2 separate regions of the Zea mays genome follow, and region 1 is linked to region 2. The links are chromatin contacts, called in public Hi-C maps. All regions are on one chromosome and are shown on one strand. Each heading gives the region's core, a stretch centred on a gene start, on an enhancer-like site or on the middle of the called end of the contact. The rest is flanking DNA. Distances are from core to core; before and after follow the strand shown.

What was found. Hi-C and Micro-C count contacts between places; a contact is called where the count stands out from the background.
Region 1: a Hi-C map of ear shows a contact between it and region 2, with 4 times the contacts expected there. The contact joins the promoter of LOC100279750 here to the promoter of LOC103654385 in region 2. A contact is called at or near these places in 2 of 25 Hi-C or Micro-C datasets (ear and tassel) and 2 of 3 datasets of contacts at active chromatin or transcription factors (seedling and shoot).

What each region holds. Positions count from the first base shown.
Region 1 is chr4:196,973,720-196,979,873 of Zm-B73-REFERENCE-NAM-5.0, forward strand. LOC100279750 reads right to left here and starts at 2,615. Exons shown (of 4, transcript NM_001351799.1): 1 at 2,328-2,615; 2 at 1,456-1,671. The coding sequence starts at 2,473.
Region 2 is chr4:196,934,183-196,940,976 of Zm-B73-REFERENCE-NAM-5.0, forward strand. It overlaps LOC103654385 (protein AUXIN RESPONSE 4), which reads right to left and starts at 2,526. Exons shown (of 2, transcript XM_008681228.4): 1 at 1,260-2,526; 2 at 1-118. The coding sequence starts at 2,393. The coding sequence ends at 38. LOC103654384 (a long non-coding RNA gene) reads right to left here. Exons shown (of 6, transcript XR_004857907.1): 4 at 4,405-6,435; 5 at 3,533-3,574; 6 at 3,213-3,448.

The sequences.
Region 1 (6,154 bases), core at 1,365-3,864, 40 kb after region 2:
CTGAAACACAACTGAGGACAACATCTGTGTCAAAATAGATAGCCTACATGGAAAAAACAAACAAACAGTTGCAATCACAATATATAATTCCAATCAACATATATGACATAATCCTGGTTGTATGCTCAGACAATCCTGACCGTATGCTCACTGTTAAGGAAGCTGATCTATCGCAATTGGTAGAGCATGTGGTTCTGTGGCTAGCCCAGGCCACCTAGGTTCTAGTCCTCGTCAAGGAAAATTTGCATGGCTATTTTCTTCTTGATAATAAAATGCCACCTGGTTCCTCCTATGTTGGTCTAGTTTTTTTAATCCTGGCAATAGCTTATCTCTTTGCTCAAAAAATAGTCAATAAAAATCATGCATAATTTTTTCTGTAACTTTGTGTTTATGTGGAAAAAAACTCTTCTGATGGCACATCTCAAGGAGCATTGGGCAGACTTACTGCTGGAGGCTCCCACATGAGTAGCGTCTGTGAAGGGATAAGCCGAGGCGAGCCTTCCCACATAAATGTGGAGAAGTTGCTTCGAACCCATGACCTGATGACTCAGTAAGACAGCTCTGACAACTACACCAAACATCTCAAGAAGCATTCATGATTTTTTTTTAAAAAAAATTAATGGTTTCCAAGGTGACGTGCACAATAGTTAATACAAACTGCTGTAAAATTTATGAAATGATACTGGTAATATTTCACACATACCCTTCTTTTATTTCTTTCATCAATTCTACTGAGGCATGTTCCCTGTTAAAATGGTGGGTTTCAGACTAATTTCCAACAAGAATATAAATGTTTTGAATCACAACTTCTGGAACATATGTTACATCACAGATATTAGTTCACCAGAACTACAATTCAAGTCCAAAACAAACTACAAAGAGTACCTTTGAAAAGTGTTCAATGTACAGTAGAAAGGCATTACATTTCTTAGTAGATACCACATGGAAAACAAAAAAACTTCTTGCTCAGAAACAATTTAAATTTGTGGACACAAAATTACAATTTTTTTTGTTAAATCCCAAACCTTTTTTTTTACATTGAAGTCATGTTGCCCTGTGTTAATCGCAGGTGATTTTTTCCAGGTAGCTACAACTAACGTCGCGATTTCAAGGAATACAGAAACTCCTACTGAATTTGCACTTGCACCTTAAGCCACAATTGTCTCATATAACCTACGTGATTCACATCCGGCAGTCAGATGCTCAAGTCATATTTATGTTTGTAGTACTTGCAAAATCCAAAAATAATATTGCACGTATGTACTCAGGAAAACAGATGGTCAACAGATTATCAAATAGAGCTGACCTTGTGATATATTCCGGTGCAAACAGCAACTAGATTAGTAGAATTTCATTGTTAGCATCACGGAAGAGTTACAGAAAGGGTGCAACAGTGAATAGCTGGGTTTGTAGAAGAAATAATGTAGACTGCATAGAAAAGCAGATACTTCCCACCTTTTCTTTTCTTCTTCTAGCCTTTGTGTATCAATAACATTCTTATTCTCTGCCAACCCAAGGTGGGAACTCTGAGATGCAGCGACTGGAGAGCTAGTGACACTCGGACTTCTCTTTCTTCTGTAACGCTTTTGTGATGGAGACGGACTCTTGCGCCTCCTAGGAGACGGAGAACGGCTCTTGTGCCTTCTTGGGGAAGGCAAAGGGCTCCTCCTTCTGCAAGACAAAGATGAGCACCGTAAGAATAAAATTAGAGTCAATGAGTCATCACAACAATAGACAAGGAATTACCATTAGCTCCTGAAGCCCTAAAACATGGGCAAAAGCAGTTACCTTAGACACTGTTACAGGGGTGGAGCATTCCACAGCAATACAGCACAGAGTAAAAGCTTTGTAGATTCCATGCGTTTTACGAAAGCAACTCTTGTTAGTCTGTACAGGCAAGTAGTGCAAAACATGGCATAACTATATCTAAGCTTCATCTGCTGATATATTCCATGCTGCATCGAAGTATTTTTATTCTAACTCTGTAATGCAAAAGAATCCGAAGCATTTTTCTTCCTTTGGAAATCAGAAATCTTGATCGCTCCGAAGTATTATGAAATTTGCACATTCATAAACCATAGTTCATGCAGATATGACATAGCACAATATACTACCGCGCTGGCTACCTCTAACAGTAACACCAACAAACAGTTGATAGATCAAATAATCATAAGAGCACCAAGCCCCGTTTCCATCAAGCAAGCAATAGTACAAAATTTCAATGAAGGCGGTCAGCATCGCCTCACTTCTTTTTTTTACAGTACAAACCCCCAAAAAATAAAACGAAGACTCGCCAGATTTCTGCGTGTAACGGGAGGTGTGGTCACCTATACGAGGAGCGATAGGGGGACCTGCTACGGATGGGACTGGGGCTTCGGTCCCTGCGCCCCCTCCGGCCGCGGTACCGCGCGGGAGACGGCGACCGCCAACGTCGGCGCGGCGGAGACCGCGACCGCGACAGGTCGCGTGGCATCGTGCGCGACGCGATCTAGAGCCTCGGCAGGACTCAGAACGCCCGGATCTGGATGAATCCGGACGATCGGAGTCTTCGGAGAGGGGAGGAGTCTGGCTTGCTGGCTGGAAAACGGGAGGACGCAAGCCAGGTGGAGTCGCCGCCGCCGCACGCGAGGCAGATGAGGTGGGAGAGGCTTCGCGTATATCTAGTGGCAACTCATTGTAATTAACCAGCAAGGCTAGGCCTAGGTGTGTAAGCCGGGTGGGCGCTGGCGAGAAGCAAAAGCAACAGGGCCACCAGCCCAGCGCGATATCACAGGACGGTCTTGCTCCGCCCAGGCCCATGTGAGTCGCCCGGCCCGGCCCAACTTGACCGCACTCTCGTGCAGGAAATCACCCGGACCGGTACCGGCAGCTGTTCCTGTTCGCGTGTTTATTCTGCGCCGAGACTGAAAACGGCATCAGTAGCAGACGCAGGCGACCACGAGGAGTGACGGCATCAGCTGCGGCAGCGACGCCCAACAACGGCACCTCATGGGCGCCGACGACGACGACGCTGCCGCCTGCCGCTGTGGCGGCGCGAGAGAGGGAGGCGGAGATCGAGCAGGCCATGCGCGCCCGCGTCTCAGACTTCAAGAAGCAGGCCGAGTGAGCACACTCTCCCCTTCCTCCAACTTGAACTTCTGGGGCTGATATGGCCGCCCTGCCCCTCGTATAGGGTTTGCGCGCTTAAAGTTCAGGTCTGTGGCTGCAGCTGCTGCAGAGGTCTGGAATTGGGGCGCTTCTCGGGGTCTTGGTTGGTCTGCCGCTGCATGCTGCGGAGGGTCGTGCACTGCGGCCTGCGGGAGGGTTTTGGGCGGGCGGGCTCGGGGGTAGGGTTTCTACTTCTGCTTTTCTGGTAGGAGATGAAGGCAAGTAGAGATGCCTGAACCATGGTCTTCAGAACGCGTGGTGCACATCTCAGCTCAGCCACAGTCGGTAGCTCTTAGGGTTTTAAAGGTTAGGAGGGAAATGAAGTTCGGGATGACAACTATCAAGAGCCAACTGAATCTGTAAAGCAACACTTAGACGGCGGAGATCTCTTCTCATGATCTGATGGCAGTCAGATGGTGGTTCAGTTTTTCTGTGGCGCGAAGCGGTTTTCCGTTTTTCTTGTTATTCTTCCAATTCATTGTCTCCTGTATTTTTTCGTTTCAGCGGTTTAATTTGCTCACTGCCCCTTTTAAGCTGTTCTTATGTATAAGACATTGCCTGTTGTAATCCCAGATATGCCGTCATTGAGAAATTACCCCGTTTTCCAATATAAAATGAGTTCAGATTTCCACCTTTGTCTTCAATTCATGTTGATTTCTACCATTTTATCCTCAAATTATGCATCTGCGTTTCGGAGGGGGAGCCAATTATTTCGCTGTATAAGCGTTATCAATTTTTCAAAAAACACTAGGCGCTAGGTGGTCAGGCTCCACTAGTTTGTAAGCATCTCCTAGGCAGTTCGCTCATGAGTTCCATGAGACCATGACCATAGTTTATCTTTCTATCTACAATCTACAATTAGTCAAACTTCCATACACAGTTGAAGTTTTAAATTGCTCTAGGCAGAACAATGCCTACGTACTAGCACCTAGGCCATGCCTTCTAAAACAGAGTTTTGTGGGGTGATAATTGCTCGGTGTAGTACCTTGGCACTTGCCTCTTGATGAGTGCTTGGCTTGTTAGCCATGCTGTGTCCTATGTGAAACTGTGCTGCTCATTTGTGAATCTGTGCAAGAATAAGTGGAGGCTGATATCATATTATTCTTTCTTTACAACTAGTGCATTGCCAATGTTTTACTCTTCGAGGATTAATTGAATTTTGTATACTATTTTTGAACATATCGTAAGCATTTTTTATATATAACAACTGTCATATATGGACCAGCCAGAGGGGTTCATTGTTCCTGGAAAAGAAGACTATGTGTGCAGGTTGAAGAAGTCCTTATATGGTCTGAAACAATCTCTCAGACAATGGTATAAGAGGTTTGATTCATTTATGCTTTCTAAGGGCTTTCAGAGGTCTCAATATGATAGCTGTGTTTATCTAAAATTTGTTAATGGATCACCTACATATTTGCTGCTATATGTTGATGATATGTTGATTGCTGCCAAGAGCATGAAGGAAATCACTGCTTTAAAGGCGCAGCTTAGTAGCGAATTTGATATGAAGGATCTGGGTGCTGCAAAGAAAATCTTTGGCATAGAGATAGTCAGGGATAGGAAGTCTGGACTGCTGTACTTGAGCCAGAAGAATTATATTGAGAAGGTCCTTCGTCGTTTCAACATGCAAAATACTAAACCTGTGAGTACTCCGTTGGCTCCTCATTTTAAACTGTCTGCTAAACAGTATGCTGAAACTGATGATGAGCTTGAATATATGTCAAAAGTTCCATACTCTAGTGCTGTTGGGTCACTCATGTATGCTATGGTTTGTTCTCGTCCTGATTTGTCTCATGCTATGAGCGTTGTTTCTAGATACATGTCTAATCCTGGTAAAGAGCATTGGAAAGCTGTTCAATGGATTTTCACATATCTACGTGGTTCTTCTAGTGCTTGTTTATGTTTTGGTAAATCTGGAGATGGTCTGATTGGCTATGTTGATTCAGATTATGGTGGTGATTTAGACAGGAGGAGATCTCTTTCAGGTTATGTCTTTACTATTGGAGATTGTGCTGTGAGTTGGAAAGCTCGTTTACAGGATACTGTTGCTTTGTCTACCACAGAAGCTGAATATATGGCAATTGCAGAAGTTACTAAGGAAGCCTTATGGTTGAAAGGTATATATTCAGAGCTATGTGGAATTAAGTCTTGCATTGCCATCTATTGTGATAGCCAGAGTGCCATTCATCTCACCAAAGATCAGATGATTACTGAGAAATCCAAACATATTGATATTCGTTATCACTTCATTCGTGATATCATTGAAAAAGGGTTGGTGAAGGTATGCAAGATCAGTACCGATAATAATCCAGCTGATATGATGACGAAGAATGTTTCTGTTGTTAAGTTTGAGCTATCAAACTTAGTTGGTATTATAAATTAGCCCTTAGTGGTTGTTGGCGTCGGCAAGATGATGATGCATTTGTTTAAGGTGGAGGTTGCTATTATGATGCTACAAGGAATTTGTCTCAAGGTGGAGTTTGTGATCCAAATTCTGAAGAAGGCGGTCAAGTTGGCGAGCGAAGCGGAGGCTCGTCGTCGGGGTTGCGGGGGGCGGGGCCCCCCGCGGTACGGATCGTTTTAGGGTTTCACCTCTATAAATATCTTTGTAAGCCGCAGGAGATATCTATCTCAATTGTAAATCTCCTGCGATCTGTAACCACCCGAAAATAGTGAGAAGTTGTCGGCCGGCGCCCGTGGTTTTTTCCCCCTTCACTTTAGAGGGGTTTTCCACGTTAAATCTGTGTCTTCTCTGTGATTGATCTTATTTGTGTCGCATTCATTTATAACAAAAAGGATCCTGATTGATCCTATTTGTGTCGCATTCATTTATAACAAAAAGGATCCTGAAGGAGGAAGGGATCAAACTTCCAGCAGTGATATTAGTGAAGACGTGATAAAAGAAGCCATTGAAAAAAGGTCGTCTTATTTTAGAAAGAACTCTGAGTATGTGTCCTCACATTCTCATTATATGTATAATTATTAGGGATCGCAACGGGTATATACC
Region 2 (6,794 bases), core at 1,276-3,775:
AACGATCCTCGAAGGAGTGTATATATCCTACTCAACGTCACCACCTGCTGCTTCCAGCTTCCTCAGCTGAGGTTACAAACTCGGTGATCACCCCTGAAATTTCCTCAAAGGCATCGACCTGCGCAACACAACAGAAACAACAATATCGTCATCTCAGCTCGGTACTTGGTTATTATACTGGGGGATGCAAAGACTTAGCAATGCCTGCTTGAAAATGCAGTCGTGCCTAAGGACTAAGGTGAGACTTCTGAAGGGAGAATGGGGATACAATAAGAACATGGACAGGCAGGACAGTCAACTCAGTCAATCAGCCGGAATAAGAACATGATTTTTACTCTCTATAGATATTAAACTCTATATATAACGTCTCATTCCAACAGACTCTCCAACATACAAGTTAGCTTAGATAGCGAGAGTTGCTAGCCAAATTTGGCTAGTGAGAGAGTTAATTTAGAGAGCCAGATAGATTAGAAAGTTAAATAGCTAGTCTGTTGGAGAGCTATTATCAGTGGCGGAGCGCAAACAGATAATAAGGTATGGCAGTGGAGACGCTCAGGCAATGGAGCTGTTCAGACTCGCGTCGTCGAGTGGTGCTGTGGAGTTGCGCGTGGGCTGAGGCAGCCAGGCAGGGCACTCACGCCGTCGGGCGGGGCTGCAGAGCTGCGCATGACGCGGAGGTAGAAGCGTCGTCAGGTGGGGCCGCGGAGCTGAGCACATAGGCGGAGCCGGGCTCGGCGAGGTAGGGTGCGAGCGTTCCGGCCCCATGAGCACGAGGACCCATGGCGAACAGGACAAGGAGGCATGGAGGGAGGCGGCGAGCGCGAAGACGATGACCGTGCGGAGCAGCTTGAACGCGGAGCCGCCGACATAAACGCGCTTCTTCATCGACATCTTTGCCTCGCCGAAGTTCCATACCCGTCCACGTCTACCTCGCTACCAAGCTCTGGCTCCCAGCAGTCGAGTAAGGTATGGCGAGCGCCATAGCTCGCCATACCGAGCGCTCCGCCACTGGCTATTATACTATTAAATAGCTAAAATTTAACTTAACAAGCTATTTAGCAAGTCTCTTGGAGATGCTATAAAAGAACCGATTTAAAGAAATTTCACTGACAAAATTCATAACAAGATGGAAAAGTTGTGGAGTACCTGCTGATGTTGATCATCTCCAAAAAAAATTAGAAATTTTTTATTTACAGTATAGCATTTCGTTCAACCTCACAAGATGAAATTGACAAGTAAACTTATATCACCACACTTACCTGAGGCCATCGGCCGCCGGAGTGGTAGATGAATTTGGCGTCAGGCAATGCAGCCGCCACTTTCTTCCCCTCGTCGATCCACATATCTGACCAAGAACCCGACCACAGCACCAGCATCGGCAGCCTCCTCACCTCCTCCGAAGAGACCCTCCACTCCCCAAGCTGGAAGCTGTGGTTCATCGACTTCCATGCCTCGACCACCGCCTCTGCCTTCCCCTCCCCACGCATCGCTGCTCGGTACGCCTCTGCCTCCTCGGCGCCGACCCCCCGGACGCAGCACAGCCGCACCAGGCCGCGGAACAGCGCCGGCACCCGGAGCACCAGCCTCCCCAGCACGGGCACGTCGAAGACCGCGGCCGGGAACGCCGGCAGGGACGCGGTGGCGTCGACCAGCGTCACGCTCCGCACGGCCCCCGGGTTGGCAGACGCGAACGCGGCCCCGGCCGCGAGCGCGGAGTCGTGGAGGACGAGGTGGACGGGGCCCACGCCGAGCGCCTCCGCGGCGCGCGCGACGGCCGCGGCCGCCTCGTCGGGCGCGTGCGGAGACCGCGCCGCCGAGGCGGCTGGTTCCTCCTCCTGGTACGGGACCTCGCCGGTCTGCACGAGATGCTCGAAGGCGTGGAACACGCCTCGGTTCATGATCTCCCGCAGCGCGCTGGTCCGGGCGGGCGCGGTCGCGGCGGGCGACGCCGGGGAGAGGCCCTGGCCTGGGAGGTCGAGCGCCGCGGCGTGGACGCCGCGGGAGGAGAGCGACGAGAGGACGCGGCGGAAGGACAAGGAGCCCGCGGCGAGGCCAGGGAGGACGAGGACGCGGTGCGCGGGGGAGTCGCCGGCGGCGGCCGTGGGGCGGGAGGTCACGGCGAACAGGCCGGGGGCTGGATCGAGCTTGAGGAAGCGGCCTGCGGCGAGGTGTCCAAGGAGGAGAGGCGGGAGAGGCGCGGGAGAGGAGGGAGGCAGGAGGTGGGGGAGGAGGAGCGCGAGGAGGGAGACGGCGGCGGCGAAGTAGAACCAGAATGGGAGCGCGGAGGCGAGGGAGAGGGGCCGGGGCCGCGGCGGCGGCGGAGGTGGAGATGGTCGGGGAGCCGCATCTTCATCGGGGACCGCGTCAGTGACGGGGGGATCGGCCGCCGGCATTGCTGGTTCGTTCGGTTTGCTCGCCGGTTGGCGGCGGCGCGTGAGGATGAGTGGAGTGGGAACTGGGAAGCGTAAAGGGAAAGCTGCCCGGTGCTTTGCTACCTTTGTTCTCGTGCTGACTGCTGAAGTTGCCGGCCCCAGTGCCCACAAGGGGGGTACTCATGGTCTGAAATAAGATATTATTAGGTGAGTGACCGTGCGTTGCAACGGAATCGTATAATAACACGATAACTTATGTACATATATGACTTATATTGTTATAGATATGTGTCCGTGCATTGTGACAGAAGTAAAAGATTTGTGACAGAAGTAAAAGATTTGTATGAAACATTGATACAGAACGACAAACATCACTATAATATGTAAAATACGTATGGAAAACATTATCAATATCACACAAATTATTCTAAAAAGTTAATTTAGAATTTTTAATCATAGACAAATGTATGTTATACTGTTATGAGAAAAAGTTTCATAATCCATATATTTGGTTGGTTTATAAAAATGACTCACAAGTTAGATCCATAGAAAAAAATATTATGCATGGAAATGTAATATTTTACATGCTTGTAACTCGCTGGAAATGCAAAGAACTCGGCTGATTGTCACAATTAATCACAAAAAAACTCTTGTACATGTTCATACAAATGAGGAAGAATGATGACATTAAAACATTTCAGTTGGATGGGAAACAAATAAAAATTGAGTGAACAAACATAAAGGATGGGAAACAAATTAACTACCAAAAATTTTGTTGTCACCAAAGCAATATAAACAATATAAGCATTTCATGAGAAATGGTAGTCAGAAAATTTATGGCATACATCGTTATATAGATCCCCTTGGTATACCAAATTCTGTTTACTACAAAATTAAGTGAACAAACATAAAGGGCCCATTAAGCCCAATAGCACTCTTAGCAACTGATAATAAGATGATCATATAGAAGTCTGAACATATTCCAACAAGCTCTCAAACGATGGCGTTTGCTGCGCTAGCAATCCTAGGCCAAAGATCAGCACACTCCTTGCCGATAGGTCCAGTGATAGAGAAACCTGCAAGACAAATTTGATAGTTTGTCATGCCATGCCAAACAGAATAGGCCCAATGTTGGAGGAATTATAGTGGACAATTCATACCTTTCATATCACCCTTGGGATTCACAATCACTCCAACATTATCTGCAAATGAAAGGCAGCAACCCAGGTCAGTTCAACATTTAATATCAAAAAAGGTAGAGCCAAGTCAGTTCAACAATTAATAACAAAAAAGGTAGAGCAGGTCAGTTCAACAGTTAATAACAAAAAAGGTAGAGCCAGGCCAGTTCAATAGTTAATAACAAGAGAAAAGGCAGAAGAATAGACAATAGAAATCAATAGAAGACTTAAACAATCAAGTATTCCAAAGCACCGGAACTTAGCATGGAATCATCATAAGTATTGAAAGAAGAAAATATATGTCTCATGGCCAGTCCCAAAGTTTCAATGCAGCGATGCCACTACCCAAGGCAATGGAATGTGAGACCATTTCAAATGGAGGATGGCCTCAAGGATGCCAGCAAACCTCTACAGATAAAACTTGATTTCTGACGTTTGCTTTGGAACATGCAAACATGTAACGTTCGCTCCAAAAAAAACTGAAAGAACTAAAGAGCCCTTCCGTCAGTAAGCAGTGTGTTGGTGTTCTCTCGAAGTTAACACAAACACCTCACAATAAAATCAAATAGAAGCAATTATAAAGACAAGTGTGATTGTAAAAGTGACATAAATAAACGAAAAACAAGGACTTTGATAAAATATAAATACACTAAACCTAGCTTGTTCTATTAACATGGGGTAGAACTGTCTGTAGCGAATATATGCAAAGACATATATTTTTGCTTTAGTGAGAATATAGAAACCAAGGAGTTTTGTTAGGTCGAATGAGGGGGGATAGGAAACTATATCTTCCTATTCCATGCTTTTCGACTGCGAGCACATGTGCTTCTACTTCAGCAACATAGAATGGGCACCTGATTCTGCGTTGCCCTTGCTCTGGTGACCATTTAGACTAAGGCGGAGAGCTGAAGCACATAAGTTCTAGCCTGCGTGAAGAAAGACCAATTCAAGTGACAGTGAGCACGCATATGGTACTGCAACAAGATATGATTTGAAGATGGCTCGTCGATTTACTCTCTGACCTTTTTTTCCTGCTGGCCTTCAATAGGAGCCAACAAGATATGCTGATGTAGTATGTCAAAGAATCATAATACACAGAAGTGAAAAATAAAACACAAGAAATCAGGATGCCTAGTGAGAAAACAGACCTCCCAAGACAAGGCATGAGGTCTCCTATGGTCAGCTTTCACAGCCATTGGCATGCCCTCCTTTGGTACACCAGGACATTTTTTGGTATTATCAAAATGCTCTGCTCTGGCTCGAAAGTTCAATTAGAATCATGCCAATGTTGAATCTTGTACAGTGCCATGTGAATCATTTATCTAACGTGGGTAGGTAGAGAACAACAGTAACAGATATACAAAAATGCCAAAATTGCACACTTATACATAGAAAACACAAGATAAAGGCAAGCGAGTGTAATAAGGCAAACAAATACAAATGCAGATTAAGCGCACAACAACGTTAGTCACTTTTACAGGAATGGTTATCTTTTATTTTCAGAAACATGAGATAACCAAATGATAGTCAGGAAGGCCATTAATCAAGTCAGCATGGTAATAGTAGAACTAATGTAACCAACGAAGCAATCAATATCATTTTAGCAAGCCGCATATCCTAGAGATCGTCACAGCACCAAGCAGATGGTTCATCAGATAAGGAAAATTAGTACCTCAGTCCATACTCTATAGCATGGATTTGGCACTTTATCTTTTTCTAGAAGCCTATCCATTGCTTCTGGAGGCATTCTCTTGTGGAAGATTTGTAGCATGACCATTTATTTACTATCTTATCAGTTTCAATTCTATAAATATGTATTGAAATTAAAATATTATATTTCTTGATGTTATTATAGAGCATGTACATACCAAGATTCTAGCACTCCCGAATTCACAAACCTTGACTTGGTGGGAAACAGGATCCACCTATCAAAGAACAAAAAAGGTCATCATTTTCCAAGTGAACATCATGAACCACGATGTAGTAATACTAAACATGATTAAAAATTGGGTACTGAACACTTACACTTGAACAGAGCACTGAATGACTGAACGGCGGATTTGATACATGACTACATGTATATGCACATATAAGTTCTAATTTATAGCGAACAATTCAAAATTAAGCAAAGATTTAATATGTTCTGCAGCAAATAAATATAAATAAGCATGTTGAGAGATACGTTAACAAAATAAGAGGAATTTACCATTGCTAATGTTAATGACATAAGTGGTACTAAAAATCTGAAATTAATATGCCAGTACTTTTGGTCCTCTCCGGTTTTTGTCACCTATTTCATGAATCCCTGCTCTGGTGACCATTTAGACTGAGGCGGAGAGCTGAAGCACAGAAGTTCTAGCCTGCGTGAAGAAAGACCAATTCAAGTGACAGTGAGCACGCATATGGTACTGCAACAAGATATGATTTGAAGATGGCTCGTCGATTTACTCTCTGACCTTTTTTCCTGGTCATTCAGGTATGCAACACAAACAACTTATCAAGTATGTGACACTAAAAACAGACATTAGCATGCCATGAATTTTGAAACCTAGTAAAAGAAAAGAAAGGAAGCTTACACACACAAAAGAGTAACTAAGAGATTCGTAACAAAATAACATGTGTCAGTAACAAATAATAACTAAAATAGTACGGACTTAATTGCTGAGTAATATGGTCAAATGAACAATATGGCTAAGCTAGCAATGATCATGTCATGAGAAATATGACATCCATACATAGACCATGGAGGCACCAAATCAAATGAAAAAATGTTGACAAATGACCACATATGGACCTGCGACCTTCCTCGGTAGCATGCTATAACTGTTTGACAAGATAGCCGCGCTTCACCATGCTTATATTCAAGGCGTGTTGATCCAGGTTAACTGCTTGACAATAGCAATAAAGTTGTCGTCATTTTTATCTAGCATCTATGTAGCTGTAGATATCAATCTAAAAATAAGGTATATAATTGTCTTCTATCTTTTGCTCATTTTTTCTTTCCGCTAGTCCCTTAGTGTTGATGTTAGTCTCTAGGTTTCCATTGTGTGAAGTAAAATTTTAATGATAAACCATGCCTCAAAAAGGAAAGCTGGTTATGTAGAGAATTTTTTTTAGAAACTACAACCAAATTTCCAAATCATTCTAGTTAAGGGATGTGTAAAACCACAAAAACTGAAACCATAAAGAGACATCTCTTTAGAAAACTAATCTCTTGAATACAGAAAGCTTAAATTGTGTCATG